Regions from separate parts of the Bos taurus genome. Here region 2 is linked to region 1. A link is a contact called in public Hi-C data. All regions are on one chromosome and are shown on one strand. The core of a region is the stretch at or near the end of the contact, and the rest is flanking DNA. Distances in the headings are between cores, read along the strand shown.

The links. Hi-C and Micro-C count contacts between places; a contact is called where the count stands out from the background.
Region 2: a contact with region 1 is called in a Hi-C map of an unstated tissue, with 2.6 times the contacts expected there. The contact joins two enhancer-like sites. A contact is called at or near these places in 2 of 11 Hi-C or Micro-C datasets (skin fibroblasts and an unstated tissue).

Annotation. Positions count from the first base shown.
Region 1 is chrX:14,038,140-14,043,999 of ARS-UCD2.0, forward strand. It overlaps a transcript of ELF4 not described here. Among named protein-coding and RNA genes, the nearest start is that of ELF4, 15 kb to the right of the region's middle. Within about 2 kb of position 3,027, at least 32 of the 102 cell types and tissues checked have an H3K27ac peak or open chromatin away from gene starts, as enhancers often do.
Region 2 is chrX:14,084,893-14,090,752 of ARS-UCD2.0, forward strand. No RefSeq gene overlaps it. Among named protein-coding and RNA genes, the nearest start is that of ELF4, 32 kb to the left of the region's middle. Within about 2 kb of position 3,724, at least 41 of the 102 cell types and tissues checked have an H3K27ac peak or open chromatin away from gene starts, as enhancers often do.

The DNA.
Region 1 (5,860 bases), core at 1,777-4,276:
GGATTTGGGTCACCTTGGCAAGATTTGGAAAGGAAAGGCAGGTACAAATCCTGGGGAGAAGTGAGTACCTGCGTCAGTTTGGTAGGCTGCGTAGGGGTGCCCCTGCACATGTGCACACATCGCTCAATCCCCAGAGGAGTGTGGTCAGAGGGAGGGGCCCTCTTTGAGGTGGCTGTGAGGGATGATCCTCTAACTCAAGGAAATCACCTGCCTGCCAGCACTGTTTCCTGCCCTGTGTGAGCAGCAGACTTCATGGTCTTGTTACTCACTGCCCTCACTGTCTTGCCGGTGTCCCCTCTGCCCCCCTACATAGTGCAGACCTTCCATGGTTCTGCTTTCCTAAGACCCACCAGCTTTGGAGGCAAGATGCCCATCCTAGACTTTACAACTTTTCTCCCTTCTTCTGAAAACCAGCAGTAGAAAGTATGATTGTGACTTGTGACTGCTGGCTCCAGAATGAGCCTGTTACTGTTTGAAGGGAAGGGGATGTCTGTAGGTCTGGGATGAGGCCCTTGTAAGCTATGCTCTTGGGATCTCTCACTGTGGCTGCCGTGTCTGGAGAGCCATGTCATGTACCAGCCAGGGGGTCTGTCTGTCTGGCCAACAGGAATCCAGCCATCCTGCCCCAGGAGTGACCCCTGAGTTGCTCAGATGGAGGAGCAGCATTAATCCTCCCAATTGGCTTTCATTCCCCACCTCCTGATCCTGAGGCCTCGAGGCTTCCCAAACAACACCTGAGGCCACGTGGTGAATGCGAGGATCCAGCTAAGCCCAGGATGCTTTGGGAGCTCAGCTGGATGGGCTAGGGCACAGAGGTGGTCAGAAGTAATGCCTAATTGACAAGTAGCAAAATGGGAATTGGGGTGGCAGGGAGGAACCCTTGAACTAAGGGGACATCTGAGCACAGGCTTGGAGACAAAGAAGAAGGGTAGTATGTGCAGGAAACTACAACTCCAGTCTCACTGCAGCTGGAAGGTACAGGTGGGGAAGGAGAGTGTAGGAGCCCTGCCAGCCATGCCAAGGAGTATGGCTTTGACTTTTGCCTGAGGTGATGGGGAACCATGAGAACTCTAAACCAGGTAGTGACAGAGGTTTTTCCTTTTTCTTTTAATACATTGGTAAAATATGTTGGAGGTAGGACAGGCAGAGGGAGGGGAAAAGGTGATTGCCTGATTCAGAACAAAGGATGAAGGGAGAGCTTTAGGGGTATAAGGATTTCCATTTAGAGCAGGATGGAGATGCAGTGGGCAAAGTCAGAGTGATTGCAAAGGAATAGGTGATGGTCCTTTGCGACTCCTGGACAGCCCTGGGCGTTTGAGTGTGTGGGCTTGCACACACCCCTTTATTTCTCTGGAGAAAGGAAGTGAGTTGAAAGCCACACCAAACAGCAGTTTCATATTTCCTTGCTTTTGGGCTCCCTTCTCCACACCTTTCCTGGAGCCTTCTCACTGCTCTTCTGCCAGAGTGGGAAGACCAAAAATGGAGGAATGGGGGGTGAATCCCATAAAGCAGGAGATGAGTTTGCATTCCCGGGTTCGGACTGGGGAGAGGACGATCACCTCTTATTAAATGATCTAATCCTTTTCAGTGCGGTCTCAGGGAAAGAGCTAGCCCACCACTTCCCACCTAGGCTTATAGCGGGTGAGAGAGAACCTAGTATTTCGAGCCTTCATTATTCCATCTGCCAAATGGGGCCCAATTAACCGCCAATGGAAGAGAAACATACTGAGTAACCATGGCTGTTTAGCTGAAGTTAGTTCCTCCGACATGCTGAGGTCGCAAGCCTACAGTTGATGGTCTTACCAGAGTGCTTCTCTTTGAGGTGCTGGGTTCAGAGGGAGGCTCTCGGAGTCTCCATACTCCGAGAAAGGACGATCCGCTTTCACTGCAGCCCTATTTGGGTTGCGGGAGGGCGGCGAATTGGGCGGCAAACTCCTGCCCCTTGCATACTTTAACCCACGACGGGGAAGACTGCTGGGCATTTTATTGTGTCCCATTCCTGCTCTGGTGGCTCAGACGGTAAAGCGTCTGCCTACAATGCGGGAGACCCGGGTTCAATCCCTGCGTCGGGAAGATCTGGAGAAGGAAATGGCAACCCACTCCAGTATTCTTGCCTGGAAAATCCCATGGGCGGAGGAGCCTGGTAGGCTACAGTCCATGGGGTCACAAAGAGTCGGACACGACTGAGCGACTTCACTTTCACGTTCCCTGCTAAGACAAGTGCGTGTATGTGTTTAGGGAGGACGGAGTCCGCCCCAAGGGCAGTCTGCTTAGCAGCCAGCGGGAGGCGCCAAGTGCTCGGGCCTTCTGGACCCCGCCATGGGGCGGGGCGGGGCGGGTTCCACGTGTTCCCCTGGACCACGGGTTTCCCCGGTGAGGCGGACTGGCAAGCCGCAGCGTTGGGCAACCGGGCTCGGATGCCTCCCGGGCCGCGCGCTGGTCCCCCGTAGCTCAGAGTCTCGCCACGGGCGGTTGGGGCCCTCCGCGGGCAGAAGGCTGTCGCGGGCGCCTCAATTGCTCTCCGATTTCAAGGTTGAAAGCGGCGCTGCGTGTATCTGTAGCTAAAGGCAGGCTGCGGTGGGAGGTGGGCCAGGCCGGGAGCCCTGCGGCTGGTGGCTGCGGCCCGGGCTCACTCCCGCCACCCGGGAGAGAGTGCAGGCCGGCAACCGAGGCCAGGCCCGCCGCGTGCTCACCTGCTGGTCCTGGAGGCTACGGGTAGGGGGCGACGGGGGCGGGGCCAGGGCGCGACCGGCCAATGGGGAGAGGCTATTCGACTGTTAAATTCCCCCTGGAACGTGGAGGGGGAGGGGGCTGAGGGGAAAGTTCCAAGCTCCCGAGAAATGGAAGGCCTGCTTGGGAACCAGAGCCGCCCAGGGACAGTTTGGGGCGCAGAGTCAGGATAGAGGGACAGGAAGATGCCGGCTGCGGCCGCATCCGCCGGGAGCGGCAGGCCCCGCCCTGACCGCCTCTCCCTTCCCGGGCTCCGCTGGGCCACACGCCCGCCTGCGCTGGCTCCATAGCGCCACCTGCTGGACTCCGGCCGCGCGCCTGGCGTGCCGAGGCCGAGGCTCTCAAAGGACCGACCGCGTTGGCCTCCCTGGCCTGGGATGGCTGGGGAATGAGTTCACTCACTTCGGATCCAGCGGCTTTGGAGCCGGAGGCAACCGCCTCTTTAAAAATACATGATGGGGTCAGAGGAACGACGATCGTGAGAATCACTTCTTGTTCTGTCCCTCCTACCGGGGCTGACATTTCCACCACTCAAGTGACATTTCCACCCAGGTATGAGGAAATAGCGATGAGTCTGTCCCAGGAAGAAGGCAGCAGCGAAGGGCAGTTCAGAGCCGCCCCGGGCACCTAGTGACAGCAAGGCACTGCTGGAAGCAGCCTTGGGCTCCTGTTGTCCTGGGGTGGCCGCAGACATGGGCAAGGGAGGCAGCTGCCTGCCATGCTCTATGAGGGGTCGAAAGCCGTGGGAGGCCCCGTGTGGGTGTCCTTTCCCGGCCTCTCTGGCCTGCCTTAGTATAGCACTGGAATCTCATGATTAGAAACAGGACCCATTCATTCTTTTAATAAACATTTATTGAGCACCTACTGTGTGCCAGGCACTGTGCTAGGCGCTGGGGATACATCAGTGACTAACACACAGTCCCTGTCCTTGAGGAGCTCACAGTCTATTGGAGGGGAAACATACATAAACACATAGCTAAGGCGCTACCATGTGCTAAGTGCTACAATAAGAGGTATATACAAAGTGCTGTGGGAGCTCAGAGGAGGGAGTAATGCATCAGCTGTTGGGGGTGAGGAGCCAGTCTCTTGACTCCATCAGACTATTGCAAAGGCAGGGGTGCTGTTGCTCCACGACCCTGGTTGAAATGAACCTTTCTCCTGAGGCTCTCCTCTAGCCCTCTCCCATAACTACATCAGCACAGGTTAGTTTATCAGCTTAGCTAATTTAACACTTTGAATAGGAAAGAAACTGGACAGGGAAGTTTCTTGAGAGGCAGGGGATGTTCAAAGTAGTAACAACTCTTGGGTGCTAAGGCCAGGGGTGGGGTGGGGGTACCATGAGGGCACTGAGCCAGGGAGGGCCGGCCCTGGGCAGTGGAGCACCCGGGGTGAGTGTCTGTGCAGAGGGGAGGTCGGAGGTCACCTACCTCACTTTGGTCCCCCTCTCTCCCCAGCTCAATCAGTAACCGTCCGTTGACGCTCACTAGATGCTTCGTAGTGTGCCCTGCTACGGGCGACAGTCCCACTCCCCTCAGAAGGTAACACACTAACTGGGGAGACTACATAAGTCCAGGCCATTGAAGATTTAAGTAACAGTTTGTCATTATTATAGAGGCGATGTCACAGGCTGCTCACAGTCAGTTACCAAAGAATGGCACTTGCAACATATTTCGAATGAACTCACTTAAGGGTAGGCTGGTCTGGGGAGGCAGTGTCTATGAACTGAGCCTTGAAGGATGGGTATAATTTGATGAGTACTAGCGGGGTGGGACGGAGAAGGCAATGGCACCCCACTCCAGTACTCTTGCCTGGAAAATCCCATGGATGGAGGAGCCTGGTAGGCTGCAGTCCATGGGGTCGCATAAGCTTAACTGGACATGACTGAAGTGACTTAGCAGCAGCAGCAGCAGCGGGGTGGGAAGAGCATTGTGGTTGAGCAGAAGCAAGAAAAGTAAAAGTACAGAGGGAGGCAACTCCAACAGAAGCAGGTGCAAAGGTTAGTGAATCCATCCGTTTGACTGGAGCAATACAAGGGGTCAGGGGAGCAGTGGGAGGTGAATGGGGAAGTAGGCTAGGACGTGATGGTAAAGTGCAAAATACTCCTGGAACAACTGCCCTGAGCCATCAAGTGCTCCCAAATCCCTCCTCCAGGACCCCTGGATTGCCTTGTGAGTCAGACAATAAAGGGTTAATGCCCAGCCACTAAGAACAGATTGGAAGTTAAGGATTTTGAGTATTACCCCCATTTGTAGGCAGTGAGAAGCCCCAGGAGACTTTTTGGCAGAGGAAGAATAGAGCTGGTGCCCTGGCAGGTTGGAGGGGGTGACTCAGATCACACTGGGGGACTGCTGATATGTCCAGGGAAGGGGATAAGCTCTGGGGGAGGCTGAACAAGGCTGGAGGCTCTCTTCAAGTGTGGAAGAATGGCTGGATTGGAGAGACATGGCAAACCACACCGGACTTGAGGCAACGAGTAAGGGTCAGGGTCAAGTGAAGTGGCCAGCAGATGGCTCTGAAATGTCAAGCTTAGAAGGTCAGGACAATAACAGAAATAGGCAAGTCATGACAGCCTTTTTGTCTGGAATGGTTTTGTGTGTTGGAAGACTTCCAAAAATCCATTTTTGATAGAGGGACAATCTTTGAGGGTCTGACAATCATCTAGGTAGAACTATCCAGGAGAAATGTGAGCCAGAAGCTGAGAAGAGTAGGGGCTGGGCCTCTAGATTCCATACCCAACCTGAAGAGCCTCACTGGAGCCAGGAGGATGGCTGAGGCTCGTGGGGTGCCCACAGTGAATGTAGATGTGGATCTAGAAAGGGCACAGAGAGGGTGACAGAGGAAGGGGAAGTAGTGTCATGTGCTGTGAGGACTTACAAGGGGCCAAGAACTATGAAGAAGAAATTTGACATCATCTCCAGGGTATCAGTGACTTCAGATGAAGAGTTCTATGGGGTTCAGGTGAGGAGGCAGGGCCACTCCTAACCCATGTGGCACCTTTGTGTAAAGTTGTTTTCAAAGGTGACCCTTTCTCAAGATGTTTTGCTCTCCACCACCAGGAAGCTGTCATCATAAGCTGATTTTATTAGAAAAAGGGACATTAATGCCAAGTGCTGGAGACATGTAAGAAATA
Region 2 (5,860 bases), core at 2,474-4,973, 47 kb after region 1:
CCAGATCTTTACTGGGACAGGCCCTGGCATCCTGAGAGCCCCTACAACATTTCAGAGGAGTGCTGGGTTTCACTTCTTAGGCCAGACAGCAGCTCAGGGGCCTGCCTGGAGGAAGATGACAGCCCCACATAGGAGGTGCCATGGGCCCTGAGCGAGTGCTCTGCGTCTCTGCTCTGGGCCCAGGGGCTGTTGGGAGGCGCTGTCCCCACTGCTCGCACAGCAAGGGGAGCCGGCCTAGTATTGGGGAAAACAGATTCTGTGCCTCTGGGTTGGCGGAGATCTGGAGGGTGGGTGGAGGGGGAGGAACCCAATCCTGTTGGTTCATTTGCAAAAAAAAAACAAGGAAGAACTGGCTTCAGGCAGAGTTCAGTAACTGAGGGCAAGGCCTCTGGAGTCTCTAATCCCACTGGTCCCTAGCCCCTATCTTGGGGCCTAGGCTCAGCCTGGAAAAGTCCCTTGGAGAAAAGCCGAGAACAGGCGCCTGCTCTGGGGCACCTATCAGAAGCAGCGCAGTATCCAGAATTTTTTGGCAATCGTCCAGTGGAACCAGAGTTAACCCCTCAACCCCCGGCATCTGCTGCCCCAGCCCCCATCTTGTGTGGCAGGCCACCTTGCTGTGCCCACAGCCCTTCGGGGATTCCAAGTTACACTCTGAAGTTGCCACCCCTCAGTGCTGCAGGAAACACCAGTGGGCCTAGGGAGGCCTTGGCCCAAGGAGCTGCTGCTAGGGACCAGGGAGTGAAACAGAGGTGCAGATGGACACCAGCCTGTGGAGGCCTTGCCAGAGAGAGCACCAAGTGATTTCTGTGGCCCTTGAGTGTGTGGGGTGTCGGGGGGAGACAGGGTCACAAGCAGCCACAGAACTGGGCATTCCCTCCTTAGATGGAAAGGAGGCTCAGGAGAGAGGAGGGAGCCCCAGTCACGTTACATGGGGTGCTGGTATTATATATGGCAAATGGCGCCCCCTGGAGTTGTGCAGGGAGAGGGCAGTAAGGACCGACACAGGCGAGCACAGGGCAGGGGTGCTTGAATGTGGGGGAGAGAAAAGGAAAGCCTTGTTTTGGAACACGAAGTGGGGACACTGGGCCTGACTCCAGGTCCTCAGAACTGGACATGCAGGAGAGTGATGGGGAGATGCTATGAGGGGGGTTTAGCTCCCAATGTCACCCACTGCACATCCTGCCAAGGGGCGGTTCTGGGCTGAGGCTTGTAACAGGATGTAGAGGATTCTGCCCTTTCAAGGTCGCCCCATCCCACAGGGAGGCAAGGACAAGCCTGAGCCACAGGCTGGACCCTAGACGGAGGCCCGTGAGGCCTGCAGGCACTCCTCAGTTCACCCACCCTGCCCCCAGGACAGGGGGCGAGGGTTGTTGTTGTTGTTGTTGTTGAATTCAGAAAAATACAACATTTAATGTCTATAAAGGTGCAGTATGAGTCATTTCACGGAATGTCTAGGCCCCTTCGCTGGCAGCAAACAAACTTTCCAGCCCTCTTTTGAGGAAGCCATCCAACTGGGCTGCTGCTGCTGGTTTCTGTGTGAGTGAGTGAGTGTGCGTGTGGGTCTGTATGTGAGATGGGTCTCTGGAGGGCCTTGCCTGCCTATGTGTGAGTCTGTGTGTCCCTCAGAGTGAGGGAGAAACTGGGGCTGGTGTGCGTGTGTGTGCGCACACACATGTACGTACACATGCACTCGACTCTTGGGTGTGTCAAGTCCCCTCGAGCACGCGTGTGTTTGTGGAGGGAATGTGCATGTGTGTGTCTGCAAGGCAGTGTGGTGTGTGAGCCTGTGCATCTGAGGGTGTCCACGTGTACATTTTTTCCTCATTGCTGCCAAATTATCTTCCCATCTCTCCCCTCACGAAGCGAAGGGCTGGCTGAGGGAAGCTAGCAGTTGAAGGGAAGGGAGGGAGGTGCAGAGGGGAGAGGGGTTGGAGGGAAACCAAAGCAATTCCTCTCGTCGGAGGAAAGTGTCAGCCAAGGATGAAACTGAAACCGAGGCGGCAGCTCGAAGCGGCAGCACCCTGGGATGGTCCCGGGTCCCACGCTCCCCCTTCTCCAGCCAGCCGTGGAGATTAGTCAGCCTGGAATTCCCATTCCTGCAGCCCCGGCTTGGGGTTGAGGCCGTGGTTAGCACGTGACCCCATTAGCACCCATTATCACATTAACACAAATTAGTATATCAGATCCTCTCCCAGTCACCTAGTGGGGCGCATGGCCAGGCTGGAGGGAGAGGCCCCACTAGCTCAGGGAGGAGAAGCCAGTATGTGGGCATCAAGGGAGGGGGCAGGCTGAGGACTGCGGCAGGTCAGACAGAGGGACAGGGACATCAAGCTTGGACAATATGATCATTTTCCTAGGTCGTGCTCTGGGAGGAGACACCTTGGGGAGGGGGTTGGTAGAAAGGAGGGGGTTTCCAGGAATAGCTGGGCACCGCCCTGTAGGAAGGAGGCCCGGGCTCTGAGGTCTGGGCGGGAGACAGACGGTATTTCTCCTGGCACACAGTGAAACCTGGGAACGTTTAGGATCCTTTGGGGTTTTTTCTTTTTTTTCTCCCTTTCCTTTTCTTCATGGAAAATCCTTAGATAACTTTCTCAGATGGTTTTGGACATCCTGAAAGCAGGGGAGCTGTACTGATAGAGGACAAGATGCACCCAGAACCCTAGCTCAGGGCACAGGGTGTACATCTTTGTACGGATAAGGGAGACATATTCTACCCAGGCATTTATATGTAAAGTTGTATCATGGGAAAAGTCAGCCACTGGAGCCTCTGGAAAGGGTGAGGCTTGCGCCCCCCAACAGCTTTTTTTTTTTTTTTTCAGCTTAAAGGTGTCTGGCCACAGGTTATTTTTGTGCCCTGATACTCTCAATACGTTAGCTAACCAGCCACCACATAACCATGAACCAACACGGGAAGGTCAGCGGCATCATGACTTCTAGAGCTCAGGGCCTGCACAGAGGTAGGGCACAAAGCTCGATCAACCGAGGCCGAGGCTGCAAGTCTGAGCTCCAGATGGGCCTCTTGGCCGTTTTTCTTACATAGCTGCTGAATTCCGGATTGACAAGCACGGAATCCCTAACCGTCGCTCTCCATCCAGCCCAAGGCCGAGCCCGTGTCCCTCCTCCAGCACGAGCCCTGGTCTCAGACTGCTCCCCAGCCCCGGCCACAGCCTGTCCTTCTGCAGAAGACGCATCCTTGGTCTCATGGGAGCCAGGCTGGAGGATGGCTGTTCAGGGAAACCCACTCCTAACGCCTGAGACGCGACTCAGAGTTTCCATTCTACTGCCCGCGGGTCAAGAGCGCCGTCCCTGGAGAGCAAACGCTGCCCCTAAACCGCGGTCTCTTGGCTGGAGGCGAGTCTCCCCAAGCTCTGCAGGGCCCAGGAGGTGGCCCGAGGGACCCTGAAGAAGCGCGCACCAGGCAGCCCCACGCCTGGACGCTAGCGCTGCTGGTCGGCTCTCCGGACTCTACTGCCGCTCGGGTGGGAGCGCCGGGCCCGAGGGACAGTGGGGTCGTGGCGGCCCCTGCAGCTTTCCCCTCGCCCCGCACCCCCGGGCTCCCGGCGGGGGCCCGAGCTCTCCACCCCGACCCCAGCAGTGCGCCCAGGGAGCCTCTGCAGCGCCACCTGCAGGCGGAACGCGCGCCACGTCTCGGGCCGAGGCGGGAACCGGAGGCCGAGCGGGCGGAGGAGGAGAGGGGAGAGGTCGGCTCCTTGGCCCCGAGCGCTCCTCGCTCGCCCGCTGCCTCCTGGCGCCGCCCAGCCTCGAGCGGCCCGGCCAGCGCCTAGCCCCGTCCCGCGCCCCGCCCGGCGCTCGGACCTTCCACTCCTGCGGTCTCCTGCCCCAGGCGCCTCTTCTCGAGAAGCAGTGAAGTCACACCGAGCTCGATACGCTGACTCATGAGAATCCTCCCCCGTCCCCGGCACACCCCTTGAAACTTCCCCGCCATCCCTTCTTTCCCGCACCTCCCTCCCTTCCTTGCGCCCCGTCGGGCGAGCAGGGGCGGCTCCGGACTCCCAGGGAAGGGCCTGTTGGAGTAGCTGAGAGAGGAAGGGCGGGCGGGAGTCCGCGTGAAGACCTCCGCGCTCGGCCCCTGCCCGCCCCGCTCTTCTGGGGCGCATGGGGGCTGCCCCGGAGGGAAGTGCGCTTTTGCAACTGTGGGCAAAACTCCCATCCGGGTATCCTTTTGCAATTATTCACCTACGCAGGAGGCCTCGGGGCTTCAGGACAGGCTGGGGAGTTCGCTTGGAGGCTGAAATCTCTTTGGAACCTCCTGTTCCCGTGAACAGCCGCAGCACAAGGGCTGGCGCCACCAAGGGGACAAACGCGGAGCGCTCTGAGCCTTGAGCTGCCCTCGACCCGGGCATTAGTGAAGTCGCTCAGTCGTGTCCCACTCTTTATGACCCCATGGACTGTATAGCCTGCCTGGTTCCTTCGTCCATTAAGCTGATCAAATGCCTGAGAGGTCGCTGTGGCCTTCCTCCTATGACTTGGTACTGGCGCAGGCCAGGCTGAATTGGGGGTGACTTTGAGGCCAAGGATTCCCTGTTTTCACCACCAGTCTTTGCCCCTGTACTGTGCTGCTGGTTTGAGGACTCCCACTGGAGTGGGACACCAGAAATTAATTTCAACAAAGGTGGCAGAGGACTTAAGGCCTGGGCCAGGGAAGGCTTCAAGTTGGCAGGACTCTGCAGCCTGCTCTGAAACACCTAAAGCTTCCCTTTCCCTCTGGAAAGACAGAGATCCTTAAGCATTATTTGCATGTGTACGTAGGTACTTGCTAAGTTGCCTCAGTTGTACCCGACTCTTTGCGACCCTAGTGGACTATAGGCCGCCAGGCTCCTCTATCCATGGGATTCTCCAGGCAAGAATACTGGAGTGGGTAGCTGTGCCCTCCTCCAGGGGATCTTCCCAACCCAGGAATTGAATGTGCATCTCTTAAGTCTACAGCATTGGCAGGCAGGTTCTTTACTACCAGCACCAACTGGGAAGCCCTAAGCATCCTTTCCCACCCAGCAAATCACAGTGCTGATTTTCTTTCTTACCCTGTATGCAGTTTCCTTTTGTCTCTACAGTAAGGGTTGGGTGGTGAAGCTTGCAAGCTTCCTGGCCCACTTGTCGCTGTATTTGGGGGCAGGGCTCTGCCAAGACCATGGCCGATGTGGAAATGGCAATGTACTAACGAGCAAAGGGGGCCTGCAAACTAGTCTCAGACTTGAGGTTTAATGTTGCATGAAGGGGATTTTCTGTGCTCATTATCTCAGCCTCAAGTTGAAAGCTGCTTGGTTAAGGTGGCTCTTCACCAGCCAGCTCTGCAGGGTGTGTTTGTTGGGGACCGGGAGCCACTGAATGGTTGGGTAGGAACATAGTGCTAAGATGCTAGGATCATGGCTGAGAACAATCTCACCATAAAGCCTTCCTGGGGCAATTTTGGGCTTGAAGCCAGCCTTTTTTAGGGGCTAAAGGATGCCACCTTTCATGAAGCAGTTTTAAGGCTGTCAGACTCTCCATGGAGAGCAAATCAGGCAAGGAGCAATGTCTAGGGGCCTAGGTCTAGGTGTAACTTGCTATGTCAATTACATGTAACTTGCTATGTTGATTACATGTAACTTGCTAAGTGATAAGCCTCAAACTAAATCAACCACAAAAACAATCTGTTGAGTCAAAGGGATAGCAGAAGCAATGTGCAGAAACATTTGCCAAGGGTTTGGGGTCCCATTAGCATCTGCTGTAGACCCTAGAGATGAAAGGCAAGTGAGTCTGTGGAGGGCTGAAGGAAGTCCTGGGTGAGCATCTGAGAGACTTTTCCATACACAGGAGGTTAGAGCTGAGGGTGGAGGGATGATCTGTTTCCCTTCATTTT